Regions from separate parts of the Mus musculus genome. Here all the other regions are linked to region 1. Evidence: chromatin contacts called from public Hi-C and HiChIP or PLAC-seq data. All regions are on one chromosome and are shown on one strand. The core of a region is the stretch at or near the end of the contact, and the rest is flanking DNA. Distances in the headings are between cores, read along the strand shown.

Region 1 (4,255 bases), core at 1,056-3,555:
TTAATTCAAGAAAAAGAAAAGGTTGCTCTTGACACTGTGTTAGGTGTGAGTCGGAGACAGCTGTCATCTGTAGGCCAACTTGGGCTTTTTATGAGGAAATAAAGTCATGGAAACTGCCAAGAAAAAGAAGGAAACAAATCTAACACCTTCTCTCACAATAATTTCCAGAAATTTGTAAAAGGAAGGCCTGGTGGCTGACAGGAGTCTAACACGAAATTATCTTCAAGATGTCTCTGTGGTGTGTCTTTGTGGCATGAGATCTAGATGGTGGGAAGCATGCTTGGAGCCAGCACTGCAGTGTCTACCTGTAATTCCAGCACTCGGGATGCTGAGACAGAGGATTCCAAGTTCAAGGCCATCCTGAGATACACAGTTAGGTTCTGGTTGATTTAACCATCCTGTGGTGTTCAGCAAAAGAAGCTAGGTTAGGAGCACGTCTTTATAGGTTTTCTTCCTTCCTTCTTTTCCTTCCTTCTTTTCCTTCCTTCCTTCCTTCCTTCCTTCCTTCCTTCCTTCCTTCCTTCCTTCCTTCCTTCCTTCCTTCCTTCCTTTCTTCCTTCCTAGTACTGGACAGATATTGTTCTCTCTCTCTGTCTCTCTGTCTCTCTGTCTCTGTCTCTCTGTCTCTGTCTCTCTGTCTCTCTGTCTCTCTGTCTCTCTGTCTCTCTCTGTCTCTCTCTGTCTCTCTCTGTCTCTGTCTCTCTCTCTCTCTCTCTCTCTCTCTCTCTCTCACACACACACACACACACACACACACACACACACACACACACACACACTTTTTTTTTCTCTGTGTAGCCCTCACTATCCAGGAACTTGCTCTGTAGGCCAGCTGGCCTCAAACTCAATGAGATCCACCTGTCTCCCTTCTCCAAGTGCTGGGTGCTGGGGTTTAAGGCATGTGCCAGCACTATCTGGATATGTGTGTGTGTGTAAATTAGTCTCCACTTGTGATTAAATAAAAAAGAAGGTGCCATGATAATGAGCAGGTGACCAGAGGGGAGCCGTAAATCAGATATCCGGGAGAGTTTTCCCACAGGGTTGAATGAGAAATCGGAGGAGAGTGAGAAAGAGGCTGGAAAACAGTTTCTAGAGACGTTGGTTATGCCTGACACAGAACCACCTTTGCTAATCGGTGCATGTGGCCCAGATGTATCAAAACTGTGGGTTGGGGAAGAACTTGGAGATCTCTATATACCTGCATGGTTTTCTCACATTAAGTTTTTGAGACAGAGTCTCATGTAACCCAGACTTGAACTTATAGAGCCAAGGACAACCGTGAACTTCTGATCCTCCCATCTCCCAAAGGCTGATATTACAAGTGCACCACTATGCCTACATACACACATATATGTGTATAGATGTATGTATATATATATACATATGTGCATATATGTATATATATATATATGTGTGTGTGTATGTATGTATGTGTATGAATATGTATATATGTGTTCATATATATCCTATATAATACATAGATTCACACATACATATATGGTTATGATTATGAATGGTATTAATAAAGTACAGATTATTAAAGCATGACCGAAGTCACAGTACACACATACATGCAGCCGCATACACGCAGGCACACACCTATCATTAGAAGATAAGAGACAGAGACAGTTCTGTGTGTGAGTGTGAATGAAGAGTCCTTAAAGGTCTCAGGAGAAGCTGGACGTGGTGGCGTATGCCTACAGTGCCAGCACAGGAGCTGGAGTCAGAAGAACCTCGAGTCTCGTGCCAGCCTGGCCTACGCAGTTCTTAACTGTGTCCCCATTTTGAGAAGTTTCAGGAGCAGAAGGGTGAGGACACAGGTTCAGGGATGTCCTTAGTTCTGTGTTAATTTTCCTGTGTCTTTGCTGCTTTAAACATTTGTGTTAAATGTTGAATGTTCCTGTAGAAACAACACATGCTTTTCATTTTTCCCAGATTTATTAAGATAAAATTGACAAATATATTTATGAGGCACATAATTCAATGGCTAAATAGACAATTTTCTCTTTAAAAAAAAAAAAAGAATTCCGAAGTGACTGTAGTTTTTTTTTTTTTTTTTTTTTGAGACAGGGTTTCTCTGTATAGCCTTGGCTGTCCTAGAACTCACGTTGTAGGCCAGGCTGGCCTCGAACTCAGACTTCTGCCTGCCTCTACCTCCCAAGTGCTGGGATTAAAGGCATGCACCACCACACCCAGCTACAAAACATCGTTGTTAACTACAGACGGAAGTTTGAGTTCGAGGCCAGCCTGGTCTACAGAGTGAGTTCCAGGTCAGCCAGGGCTAAAAGAGAAACCCTGTCTCGAAAAACCAAAATCAAACTGAAACAAAACAAAACAATGCAGTTCTGTACTGGACTCTGGGCATCTGCTAAGAGAGGTCATAACCTAAACAAAATCAAAGACAAAAGGCAAAACGCAAAGGCTATTTTAAGATCAGAGTTTGAAGAGTTTACACGTATTTGGTCTTAGAAGATGAGAAAGCAAGCAGCAGACACGGAGGGCATGTTCTGCATGCTTGCTTTGATGAGGTGGACATAGGCACGCTGACTCACCTCTGAGTGCACTGTGACTTGATTCCCATGACTAATAATGTACCTATGTTCTGCCTCATGGGTGGCTTGTTTTCCTCTCCTTTCTGGCTTAGCATGACTTTTGTCCACTCTTAGGATTTAAGGATTTCACTGTATATGTGTATATATGTGTGTGTGTGTGTGTGTGTGTGTGTGTGTGTGTGTTTGTGTATTTCAGCTTCTTTCACTTATATTGCTGATTTTGCACTATTTAAAATTCAGTTTAAACCACCTTTTCCCTATATCCCCATATGTTCAGTGATTATCAACTTATCTTCTATCAATGATCTGTCTGTCTGCCTGTCCTATCATCTATCTATCTATCTATCTATCATCTATCTGTATTCTATTATCTAGCTATCCATTGTCCATCTTCTTCCTTTGTGGGCAATTTTTGAATTTTCACCTTTGGAAGGGATTCTGTGACCTACAGTTCCGTGAGGCACTCGATTCCCCTGTTCCAAGAATTACTTTTCTGACAACAGATGTCTGAGTATCTCTGGGTGACAGATTCCCTTGCCCTCAGCCATGGGCTCAGGAGTTGAGCTTATGACCTGTCCCTCAGCCACAAGAATAGGCTCAGTGGTGGGCTTGTGATCCATACAGACCCAAGGACATGCCAGAGTTGTTGCCCTAAAGCTGTACTTCTGAGAGACTTGCACTTTGTCTTTGAAGGATTTAAAAAAATAAGTTATAAAGGTAATGCTGGGAAAACCATCTTGTCCCCACAGGGTGCCCCAGAATGAGCCACATAAGGAAATCAGAATGGAACCAAAAGACAGAAGCAATAGAAAAGCAAAGTTGAGTTTGGGCAAGCTCATTGAAACTCTACTCCTGCCTGTTCTGCATCTGTTTTTTTTTTTTTTTTTCATTTCAATTCTGCACCACCCCATATATGCACATGCGAACATACACACATGCACCATTCATTCTAGTTACCTAGTGAGGGAGCCTGCTGCTTTCTGCTTGCATGAATCCCATGGGTTCTTGGGATAATAAGAGCCTACACGAATGGAGAGAGCATTCACTTGTGCAGGGCCCCATGCTGGAGGTTTTACATAGGTGTCAAGACTTTCAGTGGTCAGTGGAGCGCTTCTGTTTTAACCTTCAGTTTTCTGTGGCACCAAACTACAGAATGACAAGAACAAAACTCTTCTGTGACTGCTAAACAGAAGACTCAGGGCTTAGTCTTTGTTTTCAGAGTCAAGGCTGTATTACTAACATTCTTTTTTGTGACTATCTATCTGTTTGTCATATCTATTTATAATTTATTTGTTTATAGTTTTGCAGTGTGTACTGTGTATGACACACGTGTGTGACTCACACTTGTGAATGTGCAGGTGTGCACTTGGAAGGCAGAGCAAGCTCTCAGGAGTTCTCCTGCCCTCCCCCCACCTTATTGCCTTGAGATAGGGACTCTCACTGAATTGGAGTTCACTGCTTCAGCTAAACTGTTTCAGTGAGCTCTTCAGATCTGCGTGTCTCTGCCCCTGCTCCCCAATCCCCTGGGCTGGGCTTCCAAGCCTGCAGAGCCACACCCAGTTCTGTTTGATGTGGAGATTCAGACTCGGAGTCTCATTTTTGAACACTGAGCTCTCCATGACTGAGCCATCTCCTCAGACTCCCCTTTTTGTGACTCTTTATTCCCTTCACTTATTCTCCACGTGCAGAATGTTGTTGGTGGG
Region 2 (4,255 bases), core at 861-3,360, 240 kb before region 1:
CAATAGAAATTTCTTTCATGCTGCCTCTCCACCACACACACACACACACACACACACACACACACACACACACACACACACACACACACACTACATATAATATTATTGCTTAAGAGGTGATATGTTATTTAATCTTTAATTTTGTCTGGGAAACAATTAGTTGCTAGGCATATACTAATTTTGAAGTAACCCTGTCTATGTTTGACTTACCTATACTAAGCCCTAGGACTCTAGACTCTATCTTTCATAATTAGTTTACTCGTTAAATATTTCTGCTATAATGACTAAGGGTTACTGGGTATACAGAGAAGATAGAACAGGCCTTTAAGGAGCGCAGGGTTATGTGTGGGTATATGGAGAGGGTCATAGATAAGACCATTATAGCATAAAATTATAATTACAGATATAGTATTTTCTACATGGAGATAGCAAACAACTTGAATGTGTGTGTGTGTGTGTGTGTGTGTGTGTGTCTCATTGACCTTGGCAGTCAAAAGTGTGTTGTGTTCCAAGTACACAAAGCTATCAAGCAGTGGCAGTCTCCTTGATACCTCAGATTGCACTTGTTTCCCCTTTGTAATTGCTTTCTCATTTCAAAAGAGAAAACGGTACTTGGCTGTTGATTCACTCAGCTGTTACCTAGAAATTTCCACTTTGAAAGGGGTGCCAAATGCAAACTTTGTGTCTACTTCTTTTTCTATAAAAATATTTATAATTTTTTTGCATCTAATTCTATACATTGTCCTCTCTTGCTTCTTCCATAAATATTACTTACAAAACTTTTATATAAAAGCCACAGTACTAGGTGCTAGGATTATGAGAAACTTAATCTTTTGCTTATCTTGTGGGAGGCAAAGAATGGCTGCTCCTAGCACATGCAATCCACTTTTCAGTGATGAGAGAACGTAAGGTGGACATCTTCCCACAGAACACAGGGGAGAAAGCAGTGGGGAATACAGCAATAGTCTACTGCCTTTTGCCTTATCCACAGAATTGTGTAGCTATAAAATGTGGATCCATTTTGAGGCAGTACACTATTTTCTGTTTTCCAATGCTATGGTAGCGAGGTCTAACTCCATAAACCAGGCTTTGAAGTCCAACTGCCTCACCTCACAAGTATTCAGCTTACAGACATATACCAACATATCCAACTCTTACCTTTAGTTCCTAAGAGTACCCAAAGCAGATCTTCCTACCCCAACGAACAAAAGTTGTAACTCTAAAGAGAGATTTGTTTACACTTATTGGAAAAAAAGTCATACATTATATTGTTCATTGTTTTTCTCCTCCCCAATTCCTCCCAAATCCACCAGCTCCCTACTCACCTTACTTTTAAATTTTTCTTTCTTTCTTTAAAAAAAAAAAATCAAAAAACAAAACAAGAAATAGACATACCATAAATTGGAGCTTGAAATAAACAAGAAAAACAACAATCATTTTTTAAATCCCAAACATGTAAAATGAGATAAAAAGTCTACAAAAATACCACTGGCTTCATTTTTGTTGGCCATCTAGGTATGAAGCATTGTTAATACTTAGTGAGATTCTACTCCATTGGAATAAAGCCGTTGCTTCTTTTCCAGTGGGAATTAATTGCAGACAGTGTCTTGGTCAGGGATATAAACCCATATCATTTTCTCCTCTTATTGCTGTACCAGTTTGAGGTCTTTTCCAGGCTGCCACAGTCTCTGCATCCGTAAGATACTCTTTCCTTAGTCATCCGTCACCTCTGGCTCCTATAAATCGTTCTGTCTCCTCTTCAGCATAGATCTAAAAGGATACTTTTTACTTGAAAGAAATTTTTGATTTAAGAGAAATTCATGATATAAAGTATGTGTTTCTACACTGAACTTCTGGCTGTATTTCCCTATGAGGCATTTATACTGAAGGAAAAATCGTATATATGTGTGTGTACATGTACATGTGTGCAAACTCTTCTCCATGGCATTGTACATGTACATGTGTGCAAACTCTTCTCCATGGCAGGTGCCTGTACTTCCCATATTTCAAAGTCACATGTTGCAGAATATCTGATCATACTATGAACCCTGAGATTGTGTTATTTACTGGGAAAAACAAACCTGTTTCTAGTTGTGGTTTGGCTTGCCCTTTAACCAGTCTGGCTAGAATACAGACACACCCTTAGTACACAATCAATGAAGGTGAGGTTAGTTTGTAGGAGGAAACATCCATGTGTGAAAGTGATGCCTAATTGAGTAGCAGACAAAGTGACAAATCAGAAAAAGACTTGACAGAGTAGGATATCTCCGACTCTCAGGAGAGCAGAGAGGGAAAGGAAGCTCCTTAAGGGGCAGTTTTACCGGGACAGTTGTACAGAGGCAGGCTGCAGAGAGACAAGCTAGACAGAGGTGAAAACAGAACAAGCCAGAGAATGCGAAGCAGCCAGAAGATTAGGACAGATTACTAGAGTTAGTTTGGGGCCAAGCAGAGCAAAAGTCAGAGGCCAAGAGAGATGCCAGATAGAATCAGTCAGCTTGGAGAGTTTTGAGCCAGAACAGCTGAGTTGAGCCAGGTAGCCAGAGATCAGAAAGATCTAGAAAGGGTGAGCTTATTTAGCAGTAAATCTCAGAGGCTGAAACATTCTAGGCTAGATTAGATTGTATGGAGGCCAGAAGCTTCCAGGACTAGCCTAGGTTAGCAGACTGTGGCAAATAAACCTCCAAGACTTACGTCAGGTGACAATTAGGTCAGGTGAATGAAAGTTAAAGATGACGTCACGTTCAGATGTGACTGTCTAAGCGTTTGTGCTTTTATTTCCCTCCCCACTGTGTTTCAGTTCTTTTTCAGTGCTGTGGATGGAGCCCAGAGCTTTGCATGTGCTAGGCATATGCTAGACATGTGCTGTTTTCTGAGCTATATCCCCAGGTCAGGTCTGCAGGTTTGTACACCTTTGCATATCTCCCTTCACATCGGCATCTGCTTCTCTGCTTGTGCACATCATCAGAATACTCAGCCACAGTTCTCAGCTATGTGTTTATAACAAAATTTCTAATTCACATGGTTGAATCAGTCCAAAAGTATGTTTTCTATCCTCTTAACTGCCTTATCCATCTTTAACATCTCTCTTGTTGATGGCCTTTAATTTCAACTTTCTTTTTATCAAAATAGCCCAAGGCACCTCTGTTTGTCTAGCTGAGCATTACTGGGGAGAAAATCCCATTAGCAGCACCAAGTACTTCTAATTCGTTGTTAGCAGCCTCCAGTGGGGCACCGCTGGGCTTTTCCCCCTGATCCTTCCAGTCTCCTGAGAGCTGTTTTAGGCCTTCCCTCCCTTCCTCTGGCTACAAACCTCCAACTCACACTTCTCACTTCTGTCAACTCACTTGATGCTTCACTTGACAAAGAAAATGGGAATTCTCTTTAGAGGATTCCAGCCTGGAAGCCTAAACATATACCTGGACCCATTCTGATTTATTTGTGTTTTTACTGGTTTTGTCGGGAAGTAGCAGAAAACGCATATAGGAACGGTCTCAGGCAGGGCCACTGTTGCTGTGATGACACATGTCGGACAAGAGCAGAGGAAAGGGTTTATTTGCTTACACTTGTACGTCACCTTTCGTCATCACCAAAGGAAGTCAGGAAGTCAAACAGGGCAGGAACTAATGCAGAGCCATGGAGAGGTGCTGATTTGCTGCTTGCTTCTCGTGGCTAACTCAGTTTGATTTCTTTTTGTTTGTTTGCTTGGTTTTTTTATTTGTTTTCTTTTTATTGAATATTTTCTTTATTTACATTTCAAATGTTTTCTCCTTTCCAGGTCTCCCCTTCAGGAACCCCCATCCCATCCTCCCATTCCCCTGCCTCTATGAGGGTGTTCACCCACCCACCCACTCCCTTCCTCCTACCCTGGCATTCCCCGACATTGGGGCATCGAACACCCTCAGGCCCAAGGGTCGCTCCTCACTGATGTCCAACAACACCATCCTCTGCCAATATGCTGCAGGAGCCATGGGTCCCTACAAGTGTACTCTTTGATTGGTGGTCCAGTCCCCTGGAGCTCCAGAGGAGCTCTGGCTGGCTGTTGACACTGTTGCTCCCCCAATGAGGCCGCAAGCCCCTTCAGCCCCTTCTGTCCCTTCCCCAATTCCTCCATCCAGGACCCCATGCTCAGCCCAATGCTTAGCTGTGATCATCCGCCTCTGTATTTGTCAGGCTCGGGCAGGGCCTCTCAGGAGACAGCCATGTAAGGCTCCCTTCAGTAAGCTGCTGTGAACATACTGGAACATGTGTCCTTGTT
Region 3 (4,255 bases), core at 969-3,468, 160 kb after region 1:
TAACCAAGGATCACAGGCTCTTGTCTAAGTATCTTCCAGGCAGTTTATGTGAATTATCTCTAATCCTCAAAACAATGTGGCAAGGTCGGTTGTATTATCCTGGTCTACAAATGAGGTCATAGAGACCCAGGTTCGTCTAATTAGTGAGTTGTTTATTGGAGATACAAAATTAGGTAATTTGGATTTCAGACTTTATAGTCCCTGTGGCATTTACACAAGGCACCTGCAGGATTCTGGGAAATTACCAAGATGTCAAAGAACATATCTTAAAAGCAAAGAGAAAACAGGGCCTGCATTGAAGAATCCCTTTACCTAGAGGCTACATCTGGATGTCCTTTGCTGGCCTGGCACTCAGGAGGTTCTAATGTATTAGGATGGGAGATGTCTGAGCTCTAGTGTCATTAGCTGTCTAAGCAGCAACAAGGGTCAGGATCAGTTTGCATGTGCCTAGGCTCTTGAGGACAGAAAAGGACCATGCTACCAAGAAGCCATTCTTGGTCCTTTTTCCATAAGCTCAACCCATACTCTCTTTGTAAATGTAATTTTGAGTTTTCATTAAGCCTTCAAGGGATAATTTTAAGTAGGATTTGTTTTTGCCTTGTTAAGGAGAATAGCTTCCTAGGCATCTGGTCATTATCATTTGTTTAAGAAGTCTCAAAAGAGACCTTATTGAATTTCAAAAAAAACCACAGTTCCAAGGTTCTAATTTTCTTTCTCATTCTAAAAAATCAAATGAGACAGAGTTTAATTCAAAACCCAACAGGCTAAAAGGCCTGTGGATGATGGATAGATTCAACCTATGATCTCTTTGCAAAGACAAAAATCTGTGCTCATTCTGTTTGTTTGTTTGTTTGTTTGAGACAGGGTTTATCCGTGGAACCCGGGCTGTCTTGGGACTTGCTTTGTAGAACAGGCTGGCCTTGAACTCACATTAATCTGCCTACCTCTGACTCCCAAGTGCTAGAATCAAAGGTGTGTACCAGCTCATCTGGCTGTCCATTCACCTTTTAACTGCATGGAAAGAATACACTACCTTTGAATTATGGAGGCCAAGCTCTGTCTTGACCTATCTTCTCTACTTCCTGTTTCATACTCTTAGTGAGTTATTTTTACCTCTCTGAGCCTTAGCTTTTTATCTGGTAAGCAAGCATAGTAATTTTGACCTTCCATGGTGGTGTGAGCAAAGCCAGGAACTGTAGGTACAGCCCCTAACCTTATGCATGACATTAAACTCATGGTAAACGTTGGGTTCTGTCCCTTCCTCTGTTACCAAGCCTGTGCATAGTCAAGGCTGAAGATGAAAGCTCCCTTCTTTTCCTTCATTTAGGGGCATCAAAAAAAATCCTTGGCTTTTAAGAACCTGGGTTGTTTATTGCATGAGTTTTCACACTAACCATGTAAGAAGCACAAAGGACAATCTAGACATGTTCATGAATATGGTCTGAAAAGCATGGCAATAAAAACAGTAGGAAGTGACAAGGAACATACTGTATGTATCATTTATAAGCAAGGGCACTTTCTACATGCACACTGCAGGTGCACATGAGTTTCTAAACTGCATCTTCTTCCTAAGGACAGGGCAGCTTCAGTTAATGATGTAGTCTATTTCCTCCATGGCCATGTTTTATATATATGTTTTCTTTTAAAGGGGGGAATGAACAGTCGAAAAATAATAGGCTGCCTAATCTTTGCAGGATAGGAATGGAAATTTGTGCATTTGTAAATTCTCCTATGATTTAGGCTTGGGGTCATTTTTATCCACTTCAACTACAAGTTCATTTCTAAAGCCCTTTTAGTGATATTGAAGAAGCAGAGATTAATGCTAACGATGGCAAACAGCAAAAACCACCATGGGCTTACCTACAGAGGACTAACCCCATCCCCTTCTGCTTCACGATGACCTCTGGGCAATGTGCTGTTCCTTACAACGAATCAGCCCCAAACAAAACAAGAGCAGGTGAAAAGTTTAGGACGTGGAAAATATGTGGCATATGTTCTTGAAGTAATGATTTTTTTTTCTTTTGCAATAAAAATGACCAATGTCCTAGATAGGATGATGGCATTGACTTAATGAACCAAGCTTCAGAAGCATAAAACCACTTCATTATAAAAAAGGAGAACAGTAAGAGTAATAGCCAAGCTAAGTAAGCAAGCATGACTCTTTATGCATCCACGGGCATCCATTTATAAATTCCAAAGTGATGACTGCTCATCGAGTGACCCCAGCACTCTGCATTCTTACTAGTGTGGCGATGATGACGCACCATGCAGGCTTCCCTGTGCTATCTGTCAGGCAGTTAGCTTGGGTCACCTGTACAAGCCTGTGACTTCTCAGCCTCCTGGATCTGGCAATCATTTACCCTTCTGCAACTCACTTTTGCCCCTAATAGCCCCATGAATTTCAAAGTCAATCATTGCCAAATCTGGTATAGTCGCTACTGTAAAAATGCTTCTTTCTTGCTTTTCGTTTTGTTTTGTTTAAATTATGTATTTGAAATCTGTATTCCATATGAAGCTTTCCTCAATGAATTGCTGTTATCCTAGCCTATGACATGGGACATATTCTCAGGCTTTAGAGAATAGGAATTCCTCTTTCTGGGAGTGGTACAGGGAGGAATAATTAGCTGGGGAGGATGTTCTAGCAGCATCTTTATGGAGGCAGCAAGGCTAAGACCTTCATCTTTGGCAGGAGGAGTTTGTAGCCATTTATTCCTGTGCGGATGGTGTTACCAGGCCAGTGATTGATGGGGGAGGTTATACCTTGACTATAGAAGAGGAGATTTGACTGGACACCTGTTCAGCACTAAGACACCATGAGAACGGGACTGCTTTTGAGCACAGGAAAACAGTTTTGAAAACAGGAGCTATGTAGTTGTTGACATCAGCACCCACCTTCCCCCACACAAAGGGGCTCTAACTGACTCTCTGGTTTCTGTGTGAATTGTAGTACGTAGGGCATGAGCAGGAGGAGAAATCTGACAACTCTCTCTGCAGCCATCTCTTGTCTATATGTTATTATTAATGTATCACCATCATCTGAAAAGTGTGCTAAAGACACATTTATAAACTCCTCAAACCTGGAGATTCTGATTTAGTAGAGTGAAGGTAGGGCCCTAAACCCCACCTCTACCCGCTCTCTCCATTATATCTTCTCTCCCTCTGCTGTCTCTGCCTTTCCTACAGTGTATACGAACATTGTCCATGTTTGCTATGTGCTCTCTCTCTCTCTCTCTCTCTCTCTCTCTCTCTCTCTCCTTTCTCATTTTGGAACACTTTGTGTGCTCACGCTGTTCTTGGATTGAACTATTGTGAGTGCTGGGCTTTCAGGTAGGAACAGGTGTCCAGCAGGAACCAATATCGGAAAGGCATCTCGGGATACTGCAAAGCATCTCCAATTACTACGAATTGCAATAGAGAAGAGGAGTCTTTTCTGGGTGTTCTCTCTGGACCATCTAGTTAGTAAGAAGGGAGAAAAGTCCCTTGTGAGCCAGGCCTGGCTAGAGAGGCTATAGGCTCCATGCTGCCAGGATAAAATCTAACAGCTTCCTTGTGTGGAGGGAGGTTGAATCATTTCCAAACACCATTGGTCAGTTTCAATGAGAAACAGTAAACAGGCAGGCCTATAGAACAAATGACATTTGGTAGGAAAAGAGCTCCAGGGTCCAACCTGTTAGTAGGAAGGAAAGAATTAAACCAAAGCATACAGAGTTCCTACATTACATTCCTCTTACTACATTCCTAAACTGTAACAAGCATTTATCTTGTGAACAAAGAGGTAGCATTAGTTTGCATATGAAGAACCTGAGGCGGATGGAACCAGCAGGTCTTAGCCAGCCCACACATTAGAATCAACTGGAAGCAGATAGGTGGGCCATGAAAGATTACTTCAGGAGTGACCCACATCTCTAGATATATAGAGATCTGGATTTACTACTTGAATATTGATATCCTTAAAGAGTCTTGGAAATGTACAGGGAGGGGTGAGTTTCATGGTTATAGGCTGGATTCATAGGATTAAAGCGACTTCCAGATCTCTATGCAGAGTCACAGTACCCTCCTTAGACATGGGTTGGGGAGAGTTCCCAAAATTCAAGCCAGTCTTTTGAGGCAGGGCTGTCTGGAGATCTGATTTTCTTAAAATTTGCCTCACATCCCAGAAATAAAATCTTCAAAAGAAATTTTGCGAAGCAAAGCTTATCTTATTTGGTCATTCCCATGACCTAACAGCTATCTTAGGATTCTTATAAGGAGGACA

The links. A called contact is a pair of places that touch in the nucleus more often than the background predicts. HiChIP or PLAC-seq counts read pairs in DNA pulled down with a chosen protein or histone mark.
Region 2: a FOXA1 HiChIP or PLAC-seq map of pancreatic cancer cells shows a contact between it and region 1. The contact joins two enhancer-like sites. A contact is called at or near these places in 2 of 484 Hi-C or Micro-C datasets (embryonic stem cells and nephron progenitors), 2 of 115 datasets of contacts at active chromatin or transcription factors (embryonic stem cells and pancreatic cancer cells) and 2 of 9 other capture datasets (adipose tissue and embryonic stem cells).
Region 3: a Hi-C map of pancreatic cancer cells shows a contact between it and region 1. The contact joins two enhancer-like sites. A contact is called at or near these places in 3 of 484 Hi-C or Micro-C datasets (embryonic fibroblasts, embryonic stem cells and pancreatic cancer cells) and 2 of 115 datasets of contacts at active chromatin or transcription factors (embryonic stem cells and pancreatic cancer cells).

What each region holds. Positions count from the first base shown.
Region 1 is chr14:99,371,321-99,375,575 of GRCm38.p6, forward strand. No RefSeq gene overlaps it. Among named protein-coding and RNA genes, the nearest start is that of Klf5, 75 kb to the left of the region's middle. Within about 2 kb of position 2,306, at least 27 of the 459 cell types and tissues checked have an H3K27ac peak or open chromatin away from gene starts, as enhancers often do. A contact at or near this core is called in embryonic fibroblasts and pancreatic cancer cells, where this site is marked.
Region 2 is chr14:99,127,176-99,131,430 of GRCm38.p6, forward strand. The region is part of intron 5 of Pibf1 (progesterone immunomodulatory binding factor 1); the gene reads left to right. Among named protein-coding and RNA genes, the nearest start is that of Dis3, 30 kb to the left of the region's middle. Within about 2 kb of position 2,111, at least 15 of the 459 cell types and tissues checked have an H3K27ac peak or open chromatin away from gene starts, as enhancers often do. A contact at or near this core is called in pancreatic cancer cells, where this site is marked.
Region 3 is chr14:99,533,688-99,537,942 of GRCm38.p6, forward strand. All of the region lies in intron 1 of Gm41230 (predicted gene, 41230), which reads left to right. Among named protein-coding and RNA genes, the nearest start is that of Gm41230, 14 kb to the left of the region's middle. Within about 2 kb of position 2,219, at least 31 of the 459 cell types and tissues checked have an H3K27ac peak or open chromatin away from gene starts, as enhancers often do. A contact at or near this core is called in embryonic fibroblasts and pancreatic cancer cells, where this site is marked.